Linked DNA regions of Muntiacus reevesi: region 2 is linked to region 1. Evidence: chromatin contacts called from public Hi-C data. All regions are on one chromosome and are shown on one strand. Each heading gives the region's core, a stretch centred on a gene start, on an enhancer-like site or on the middle of the called end of the contact. The rest is flanking DNA. Distances are from core to core; before and after follow the strand shown.

Region 1 (5,322 bases), core at 2,255-4,754:
GCCTGGCGGGCAACAGTCCATAGGTATGCAGAATCGAACACGACTGAAGCGACCTAGCATATACTGAGTGAAATAAACCAGTCCCCAAAGGAAAAATACTGTCTTATTCACTTATTTGAGGTACACAGAGTAGTTAAAATCATAAAGACAAAATACTGACTTGGCCAAAAAGTTCCTTTAGGTTTTTCTGTAAGATGTGATGGAAAACCTGAACGAACTTTCTGGCCAGCCCAATGGAATGGTGGTGGCTAGGGACAGGAGAAAAGGAGAATGGGGAGTTGGTGTTTGATAAGCGAAGATATTCAGTTTTACAAGATGAAAAAAGTTATGGGGATGGTGCTGATAGCTGCCCAACAATGTGAATATATTTAACATACTGAACAACATATTTAATAATGGTTAAGGCAGTAAATTTTATGTTATGTGATCTTGAACACAATTAAAAAGAAAAAGTGGGTTATAACTGTTTTGGCAAGTGATTAAGAATGTAGAGGAAAAGAGAAGAAAGTCAAAGGATCTTACTTATGAAGGAATGTCACCCTAGGAAAGTCCTTTCTTTAGTGTCCATGGATGGTAAGATAAATAATACGTTAAGTTTCATTCATCATCCAACAAAATCTCAGCACTGCCTTCCCTGAGGATGTTTAAAAGTTAAGAGACTGGACTGCAGAGTGGGTGGGATGGGGGGGCAGGGGCTGGGAGAAGGAGATGCAGGTGTTTTTAACAATTAAAGAAGTGGAAACAAAACCAAGTCAATCTAAGTGAGAGGAGAGGTGGGGGAAAAAATTCAAACCTTAAAGATACCAACATTATATGGCTCTGTGGAAAAGAAGCAGCAAAGAAAAGTGCTAGTGAAGGGACATTCAGAAAACAGGCAAAGAGAGAGGAGAATAGTGTAGAAGATATGGAGGGGAGGAGAAGAGTTCCAAAAAGGAGGACTTCGCAGTATCAAGAAAGGCCCTATAATGGGGGGTGGGGGGGGGGGTGGGCAGGGACATTGAATCTGGATCTGGCAATGTGCAGTGAGCAAAGGGTAGCCCCGCCAGGAGACAGGATTACCTACACAAGTGGTGCGTTTGTAGACTTCACACAGTTTGGATTGGACTAGACTGGAAGGTATGTCCTACACAAGCAGATTAACCTGGCGAATAAGAGATACATACAGCTCTGGTATTTTCAGCGATTATTGCGGACACTGCAGGAGGCGAGATGTTCTGTAAAACCGGTGAGGGCAAGAACTAAAGAAATGCACCTAGAGCTCCAGGAATAAGAATGAAATGAGTCTAAGATGAATGTGGGGTGTCGGCTAAAGGTTCCTTTACGAGCAGGATCCGAACGAGGGCACGGCAGTGAATGATCGCAGGATGGAGTACCTGCTTCTGGAAGGAACGGCTCACTAACTCAGAGAGGTGTCGAGGAGGTTGGTGTTTTCAATGCAAACTCAGATTTCAGTTAGGAGAAGGGGTGTGAAGGTCTTAAGGATTTCTAGAGGTTGCTTTAGGGTAGAAAACACTGAGGGAGAAACAGCAGAAAACAGCAACAGCAGGACTGGATTGAGGGAGGTGCCGACAGCTACCTGGAAAGAGGAGTGCAGGAAAGGATAGCTGCTTTATAAAGCACCTCCGCAGCCAGCGACTCATTCATCCTAGGGACAACCCGAGGACAGAGATAGGTATTACATTGCCAGCCTCTGGAAGTGAGGGGTGCTTTCACGTGATAAGGCGATCACGGCTCATAAAGCCTGTTCAGCCGCTGTTTGATTCCTCCAGTGACAAGGAGCACTCTACTTTGGGAAGTAGCACTTCTATTAGAAAAATTTTAAAAAGCGAGTCGAAAAGAAGAAATGTGTATACCTCGTTTGCGGGGAAAGGTCTGTCAATGACAGACATTTTGGGTAATTCAAGGAATTGCACAGCCAGACGCGCCAGTCACATTTTTTTTTTCCATCTGTAAAACGAAGGGGGCAGATCTTTCTTTTCCCTTATCTAATAGCCTGTGAAATCATCCAGGCAACCAACTCCCATTTTTTCGGAATAAAAAACGAGGCCCTCGGAGGTGCCTCGCTCGAAGTAATACAAGAAATCAGCGGAGGGACAGGCCAGACCCGACTCCTCCCGGGTCTATCGCGCGCCCCACCTTCCCGGCGGGACTGGGCCAGCGGGAGGCTGCAGGCCGGGCGGCCTAGCTAAAAGCGCCCTGGGGTTCGAGGCGGCTTCCCGGCAGCGTCAGAGGAACGCCCCGAGGGGAGGGGGAAGAGTTAGGGCCTCCTTTCCCACACTTCGTTAGGACGCGGGCCGGAACGGGACCGCGGCAGCCCTCCCTCGGGCCTGCGGCCAGCAGGGGGCGCGGGGCGGCTCCTCGGTCGGCCGCCCCGCGGGCGGGGCAACTGGCTGTCCCGTGCGCGCCGTCGGAGCTCGCGGGCACCGGGTCGCGGCGGCTGGGCCGGGTTGAGGGTTCAGGGGCAGCGCGCCGGGCGGGGCGGCGGGCGGCGGGGCGGGGCGGGGCGGCCGGGAGCCGGCGGGGCGGGGCGGGGCGGGGCGCGAAGGGGGCGGGGCCGCGAGCGGGGGGCGGTGGCGGCGGCGGCGGCGGCGGCGGCAGCCGAGGAGGAGGAGGAGGTGGTGGAGGAGGAGGAGGAGAACATGGCGGCCGCGGAGAGCGGCTGAAATGCCTGTTCTTCAGGCCAGGAGAGCGGGAGTCTGACGCGATTCTCGAAGCCTTCTCCTTAGACGGCCGGACCGCGGCCTCCAGCGCCTCGGCCGCCCTGTTCCCTGTTGCTCCGTCCAGCGGAGCCTGTGTCGGGTCCGTTCTTGCATCCCCCCTGAGGGGGGACCCCCTGGCTCCGGAGGAGGGGGCCGGAGAGCCGCGGCGGCGGCGGCGGCGGCGGGCTCCCGGCCCGAGCAGCGGCAGAGGCCGCGGCGACGCCGCCACGGTCGCGGGCGAGCGCGGAGCCCGTCAGCGCGGCCCAGAGGCGGCGGCGGCGGCGGCAGGTGAGTGGCGGGCGGCGGGCGCCGAGCCTCCCGGTGGGTGCAGCTGTCACGAGCCGCGCGGCCGCCGAGGCCCTAGGGGGCGGGAGCAGCTGGCGCCCCCTCCGCCCCCCGCTCTCCTTTCTCTCCGCTCGTCCCCCCTCCCACTTTCCCCGAGTTCTCCCTCGGCCTCGCGCGGCTGGAGGGGGCGGAGGTCGCAGCTGTCACGGGCACCAGCTGGGGGCTGCGCCGCGGAGGGAAACTGCTGCAGCAGCGACTTTGGCTTGTCCGGGTTTCCCAGTTGCCCTAGTTAGCGCGGACCGGGCGAGCATCCGCGGAGGGTGCGCGAGGTTCGCGGCGGCCGGCCCGGCGTGGGGAGCGGCGCCCCGAGCCCGCGGGCGCTCCCCGCCGCCGCCGCCGCCGCCGAGAGGGGGAGCCGGAAGTCGGCGCGGGCGCCCCTCGGCCCGGGCGAGCGCGGTGACCTTGGCAAGCCGGGTAACCTCTCCGAGTCTTCGCTTGCCGGGACTGCGAAATGGGGATGACCGTGGCGAGCCTTCCCGTAAGCCTCAGCCTTCGACGGCGCTTCTGTTTTACCCCCCGCGAACTTGCTTTCCCCGTCTCCAGACAGAGGGATTTCGAAGGCAGAAATGGGATGGATAAGAGATTCTTTTTTTCTGTTGTGTCTAGGGTTTGGTCCCCATCGTCGGATTCCGCTGAAAGGACGTAGAAAGTGGGGAGTGGGGCGGGGGGGGGGGGGTGGTGGCAAACACGTCGGCTGGACGACTGAGGGGTGGGATGGTTTAATGGTTAGCTCGACCGAACTCGAACCTTTCTCCAGTCGCTTGGAAGAGTAATGGGAGAAACCGGACACCAGGGTCCCCGCTCTTACTACCCAGCTATGTTTTTTTGGTTTGTTTGTTTTTAAAGCAGTCACTCCCGTGGACTGTAGACACTGCCTCAGTTGACGGTGTTAGAGGGAGACGGAGGGTTTGACAATAAAGCCTGTGTGTGTGACAAGGACAGTCCGTGCTGCTGTGGCTGCAGAGTTTGGTGGCGAGGAAAACTTTAAGCTGGAGGATCTTTTAGCTTTTCAGACTTGACTCTCTTCGTTCACTGTAGACGTTGAAGAGGCAGGTGTCCTTGTGGAGAAGGTGACTTTTAAATTTTTTTCTTTTTTCTTTTGAGATGGTGAATTTTTAATGTCGAGTATGATGGTGGTGAATGAAGGGTTCTTGAGTGAATTGCAGTCCCGGCACCCTCCGTTGATGCCAAGAGTAATCTCTGTGGCGATGATTTGTGAGGGCTGAGGCTTACACTTTCAGTGATTAAGAAATCTTCAAGTGTCTGTGTAAAACATTGCTGCGGTGCAGCCTAGATTATACTCTACAGCTGAACGGATGGATTTCAGGGGTTAAATTTGAGGTTTGTCTTCAATTCTGGAATTGGTTGAAGGTTAGTCTCAAAAAAAAAAAAAAAAGTTGGCCAAAGGGGCCTCTCAGCTTGTTTCACAGAAGCTGTGATGTAGTAGGAAGGGGGTCAGATTTCTTCATGTTGAGAATAATGTGAAAAGAAAGTATTTGCTTGGGTCTTTTGGCTCCTGAACTAGAAATAGTTTTGGGTTAAAGGTAGCAGTGGGATTTGATTTAGCTTAATAAATGGGCATTCCTTGAACTATTTGTTGTAAACTACATGCAACTGCAAATGTTTTTTTTATATCTCCTGTACTTTGTGGGTCTAATTTGGTTTTGTGAACTAGGTTTGGAAATGGTTTCCCTTTATTTTTTATTCAGAATTTATGCTTTGGAAACAATGGATCAAAAAGGAGGCCTGAATAGGGAATATATGGTTTGGAGAGAAAAAGCAGGGGTGCTGCTTATAAGAACAGGCGTTCCATTTGATTTTTGTAGACGTTTTGCACTGATGATTTATTTCATTTAGTTAACTCACGATGAAGTTTGGTTTTTAAGGTGCAAAATTTGAAATTTTATATAGTTTATAGTTAATCTTTTATTCATTTCTTTCTGAGAAAATCTGTAAGATTGTATCTTTTAAATTGCTTTTTGTGTGGTTTAAACCAAGGGAGTATTTTAGATCTGCATTTTTGGGTAAGTGGTTTTATTGAAAAAAAGTGCTTGATGGGACTAATGGTGATTGTTCCATTTAAACTGGGATTATATAGACAATGCATTTTCCTCCCTCTTTCTGCCAACATTTGTTTTTCTTTCTCCTTCAATTCCAGGGTTTCATTTCTAGAAATCTGGGCTGGAAACAGAAGCAGCAGTTTGTATAATCCCAAGAACTTGCTTATGCCAGGAAGCTGTAAGGGTAGCATGAAGTGGGTGTGGTACAAAGATACTGC
Region 2 (5,635 bases), core at 751-3,250, 220 kb after region 1:
GTCCATGGGGTCACAAAGAGCTGGACACAACTGAGTGACGAACACTTTAACTTTGCATCACTTACTGGTTGTGTGATCTCTGATAAGTTGTATGGCTTAACTGAGCCTTTGTTTCCCCCCTGTAAAATGGGATGATAATGCTTCCTAGAAGTAATGAGATTCAGTGAAATTAGGCTCAGATCTGTGTCTGGCACACAGTAAGCACTCAGTAACTGGAGTTTATTGTCTTATATCTTACTGGTCTTTGTGGTTACGGGAGCACCTTTATTTAATCAGTGGTGACTCCTAAGTCCCTTTCTTGAGTCACAGCTAAGGAGTCACTTAATCTCTGAGCTTCAGATGTCTCATCTGAGAAAAGGGGTAAATATTTTTATCTGCTACTTTTGAGCAAGAGAGAGGGAGATGTCCGAACCACATGATTTCTTGAAGTCTTCCTATAAAAGTCCTATAAAAAGAATCCAAAGGAAAAGCTATGTTTCTTTTCTGCCTTACAGATTCTCAGGACTTCTCCCTGCAGGTTACTATTTGATGTTTCAACACTCAACAGCAAGTTTTCTCTTGAAAAAATAATGCTTTTGCCAGCTAGCCAAGAAGGAATTACCCCAACCCTCCACCTCAGTTATTAAGATAAATTTTATGAGAAGAAAGCTGCTTTCAAATGAAAGCAATCATTTTTTTCATTATAAAATATATGCTTAATGTAGAAAAGTAAAAAGAGAGAGAAGCATTATTAAAAAAACAAAATTCCACTATTTAATAGTTGGATGTATTTAGTTTTTCCTATCATAATCTGGATCATTTTGTATGTAGACTATAGTTCAACGAGCACCACGTCATGAGCACTCTTCCACGCCAGCTAAATGTATTTCAAAAACACGACTTAGGCTAGTTTCATAATAATCCATTATCAGGGTCGAAGTTTAGCCAACTCATCGTATTGGAAATTTAATGATTTCCACATTTTTTACTATTATAAAACGCTCCTATGAGTATCTTTGTGCAATGCTCTTTAGATGCATCTTGTTATTTTCTTAAGATACATTTCTAAAGGCAGAACTGACAGAAGGTAAGGGTAAGATCTGTTTGGCCATCTGTAAAAAGAACCTTACCTCTGATGCTAGGTTCAAATCACACTAGGGTTCACGTTTATTTTCAAATTTTGGGGTCAGACCCAGGTAAATGCTTCAGTTTGATTTCACTTATAGTAAGGAACCCTGAGTCCCTATGATTCTGGATCGGTTTTTCGGAGAGGGATAAAGACTGTACTTTTGAGCACAGCCATTAAAAGGGCCAGCCCAGCGCTCAGGTAGAAAGGCGGGTAGAAAGCCCTCCGCCATCACAGGCATCTATTTAAGAGGGACGCATTTATAACCGGCCGGGCGTCCACTCTTCACACCGTCAGGCCCCGCCCCGTCTAGGTAAGGCTCGCCGGGCAGTAGCTCAAGCCCCAGAACCGTTTCGAAAACTTGTAAGTTAAACGCCATCCCCCCACCCCAACCACACACCCACACACCCACACACACACACGCCACACCCACTGCATGATGTTAGGCGCCCACCCCCGCCCCACATGCCACAACCACTCCACTCCGTGATGTTAGGCTCCGGGACTCAAAACTACACCCACTTCCGGCCCAACGTCCTCAAGGTCCCACCCCTCTGCCTAGTGCCTCACCTCAAGGACCACCTTGCGCATGCGCTCTAGCTCCCGGAGGTAAGCGGCTGTGTGCGGGTGGTCGCGGTGAAGGTGCAAGGCCGCGGTGGCTGCGTGACAGGCCTGTGCGACCACTGCGCCCGCTGGCCAGGAGAACGGAGCCTGTGATAGATCCTTTCGTAACACCAAGTACTGTACCAGGATCTGCGGCTCTCCGCCAGAGGCCGCCATCTTCCTGTTCAACTGAAAGGCCGGGCCTACCCCGCGGTGCATGCTGGGATCAGGGAGGGGCCCTGAGCGCTGCCATGTTTTTGTACGGCAGGAGCGCAAAGCACGCTGGGACCGCTTGGCTTGGTTTTTGAAGCCGAGGATGGCGGGAATTCTTGACCCTGGCTGGGAGAGGCGGTAAAGGGAAAGACAGACCCAGTGGCGGACCGGACTCTGATCAGGGTGGTAGGTTGAGCGGCCTCTTAACAGTCCCTTCCGTGTGCGAGGACACCCAGAGAGGGGATCCAGAGGCGTGGCGCCGCGGTAGCGCGCAAGGACCGGGAGGTAGACACCGACTCGGACCGGGGATGGGCCGGGCGGGTCAGGGAAGGGGCGTCCTAGCGAACACCCTTGGGGTGTCGGGGCTCAGGGGTGCGTGTCTGCGTTTTGTGGGCCGGCCCTGTGGGTTTGTCGTGAGTGTGAGTACATTCCTGCCATTTTCTTTTGCCCACAAGGATAACTCAGTTACTGGTGCCTGGACAACTTCTCTAGGAAGGCCTTTGAAAATCTGAGGAGGAGATGGAGCTGGCAAATACTTTAAAACAAGACGGCGAGTCTCGCGGAGGTATTCAAAGGTTCACATTTAACTACTCCTCAAAATAATTCTCAGGCTGAAAGCCCGTTTCTCCTCTAACCCGAAGTTTGGGAGCAGGATGGTGAACGAAACTAACACGGAAGAGCAGCTGAGATCATTGGAGCAAGAAAAATGACTTTTATTTATTCCTAAGCTCTTTTCCCTTTGTCGACCAGTAGGTTGCATGCAGTAGTATGCTAAATGTTTTTGTATTCAGAGTTGCAATTCTAGCCACTGAGCCTTCTTTTCTTCTCAGAACATTTGGGGGTCCATTTCCCGCATTACTCCGGTGGAAGGGGCCATGCCAGGCAGTGACCGGTGTTGGTTAGACCTGCGTTTGAGTCTGGCTGTGTCATTATAAATATTGTGGCCTTGGGCAAGTTATTTTACCTTTCTCTGCCTTGATTGCTTCATCTGAAAAATGGAGAAAATAATAGCACTGTGATGGTGGTTGTGGAACTTAGATAAGTAATTGTTTTAATGCTTTTTCATTGAAGCATTTAGCAGATGCATAATGTATAGGAGATATAAATGCTTTAATTCTTATGCTTTGCAAGTAAAGGATCTAGTGCAAGTGTCTTAATATGTAGGAAATGTTCGCAGATGCTTCATTGCTAGAGTTGATTAGCATTTTAAAACTAGGACCTCAACTATATTGATCTTTAGTCTCTTGGAAACTGAGATTGCCCGAGTTTCTATCCATTGGTGAGCTTGTTTTCCTGTCTAATAACCAGTAATATTGGTGGACAGTTCCTCTGAGTGTGTACCTTTATAGTTCTATGCTCCTGATACTTTTCAGGGCTTCAGAATACTCACTCAAGTCTATGGATGTCTAAATCCAAATAGTTATGCATTACCACTTTGGGAAAACGTGTATAAAACTCAATTAAAAAAAACACTTTTTCTGACCCTGTTTTCCTCTGGGTCACTATTATCACAGATAACTGAGATTAGCTATATTTAGATGATTCCCTTTTTGAAGGGTGGCCTAGTAAGGAACCACGTGTATGTCAGTGTTCTGCCCTAAGAGGTTGCTGACCATTGATTTCTTTTTTTTTTTTTTTTACCATTGACTTCTGTTGTCAGCTCCTCTTGTCTTATAAATTGTTGGCAATTGTTGTCTACAATTTAACCGACCACAAAGTTCTGGGGAAAGGGTCACCATCTGTTCTTCCCTGAAGTGCTTCCTGTTCCTGGAGTTAGAAATCCTTAGCTTTGTTTGAAAGTTCCTTTTTACTTCCCTCAGGTGTTTTAGCACACTTGGAAAGACTGGAGACTCAAGTGAGCAAATCCCATAAAAACTTGGAAGAGCCACAGGATGCACAGGCTCTTGAAGCCAGGATTCATGAACTGGAACGTCTGCGAGATAACCTGAGGGTTGAAGTGAAAGAGCGTCAAGCCAGAGTGAGTAAAGTGTGATCGATACTGGCAGGCTTTCCTGGAGTGTAAAAACCTAACATGATCTGGGATAAGCAAATCTGAATAATATGTTTTACCTGTGGTCTTAACTGGAGCAGTTTCAGCCCTTGATTCCTCAAGTGTTCACACCTATAGAGTCAGCTGATATCAATATCATCTAACAGTTGGCAGGCCTTACTGATGGGCCAGGTGAATTCATAATAGTCTCTTAACCTGCTGTCTTAACCTGCTCTCTGGACATGAGCCTCTTACCTCAGTTTCAGCCAGACTTGAGTCATTAGTACTTTTGTCATTAATACCATCTTTCTAGAATCATCTTTCACCCAACTTGAAACTTCACAGTAAACTTTGACTCTTCCCTCTTTTATGGTTTCTCTCTAGCCCAGATCCAGTTAGTAAAACCTGTCAAATTCTTTAGATTGTCTTTGTGCCCCCCTCCTCCACCTCTTTCTTACCGTAGCTTGTACATTATACACATGGTTCTTAATATTTACCAGATGATTTAGATGGTAGGATTATTGTAGTAGTCTGCTAGTTGGTTCTCTTCTAATATTTATATTTTCCAATAAATTTTGCACAGCCAAGAAAATGTTCATAAAATACTACATTTTTCATTAAATTACAAGTTTTCTTGCTCATTGTCAACAACCGTCCTCAGCCTTCCTTCTTTTTCTTCTCTCTCGTCTCCATTTCTTCTCTTCCTCCTCCTTCTGATTCTTTGTTTTTAGTAAAGAAAAAATCTGTATCCATTATTAATATAGATAGATAAATATGTGTATATAGTGCACAAATCTAAAGATCCTTTTATAGAGATGAGCACACTCTGGTACCATACAAATCAAGGTGTAGACTATTACCAGTACCTGAGAAGTCTCCCTCCTCCATTCTCCTAGTCATTTCCTTCAAGGTAACACTATTCTAGTTTCTGTTACCATACCCTGGTTTTACTTGTTTCTGAGCTTTATATAAATGAAAAAAGTATGAACTCTGTTCTCTCTGTCTTCTTTTGTGGATTGATTTCTCTGTGAGATTCATCCACTTTGGTGCATGCTATGGTCCTTTTTAGTGACTGAACAGCAACAATATATGTACTTATTTTATTTGGTTGTGTTGAATCTTTTAGTTGTGGCATTTGAGATCTCGTTCCCTGAGCAGGAATCGAACCCAGGACCCCTGTATTGAGAGCACGGAGTCTTGGCCACTAGACGACTAGAGAAGTCCCCTGGTCATTCTTTTTTATTGCTATATAATTATTCCATTTTAGAAAATATCCCACAATTTATTTACTGATTGAACTGTTGGTGACATTTACATTATTTGGGTTTTTTCACTTTGGGGGTACTAAGAATAATGCAGTATTTTTGTTGCTATCTTTTGATGTAAAAATACATACTTTTCTGTTGAATTGCTGGATCACAGGGTACAAGGATTATCTTTAGTGAATACTGTCAAACAGAATTTGAGACTGATTGTATTAATTTTACATTACCAGCAACAGTATATAGGGTTTCCGTTGTTTTGCATCTTTACCAATACTTGATACTGTCAGTTTAAAAAAATTATCATTCTAGTGAGAGTGTAATAGTAAGTCACTGTGAATTAATTTGAGTTCTTTAAGTATCTTTTTTGGACACTTGAAAGTCTTCTTTTATGAAATGAACTTTTCAGAACTTTTGCAGAATTTTTATTGGGTCATATATCTCTTATTAAATTGTAGAATT

What was found. Hi-C and Micro-C count contacts between places; a contact is called where the count stands out from the background.
Region 2: a Hi-C map of blood shows a contact between it and region 1, with 2.5 times the contacts expected there. The contact joins the promoter of PTRHD1 here to the promoter of NCOA1 in region 1. A contact is called at or near these places in 2 of 3 Hi-C or Micro-C datasets (blood and muscle).

Annotation. Positions count from the first base shown.
Region 1 is chr3:30,674,329-30,679,650 of mMunRee1.1, forward strand. It overlaps NCOA1 (nuclear receptor coactivator 1), which reads left to right and starts at 3,505. Exons shown (of 23, transcript XM_065928672.1): 1 at 3,505-3,522.
Region 2 is chr3:30,894,895-30,900,529 of mMunRee1.1, forward strand. PTRHD1 (peptidyl-tRNA hydrolase domain containing 1) reads right to left here and starts at 2,001. Exons shown (of 3, transcript XM_065928682.1): 1 at 1,676-2,001. The coding sequence starts at 1,927. It overlaps CENPO (centromere protein O), which reads left to right and starts at 1,982. Exons shown (of 8, transcript XM_065928680.1): 1 at 1,982-2,107; 2 at 2,377-2,486; 3 at 3,742-3,899. The coding sequence starts at 2,441.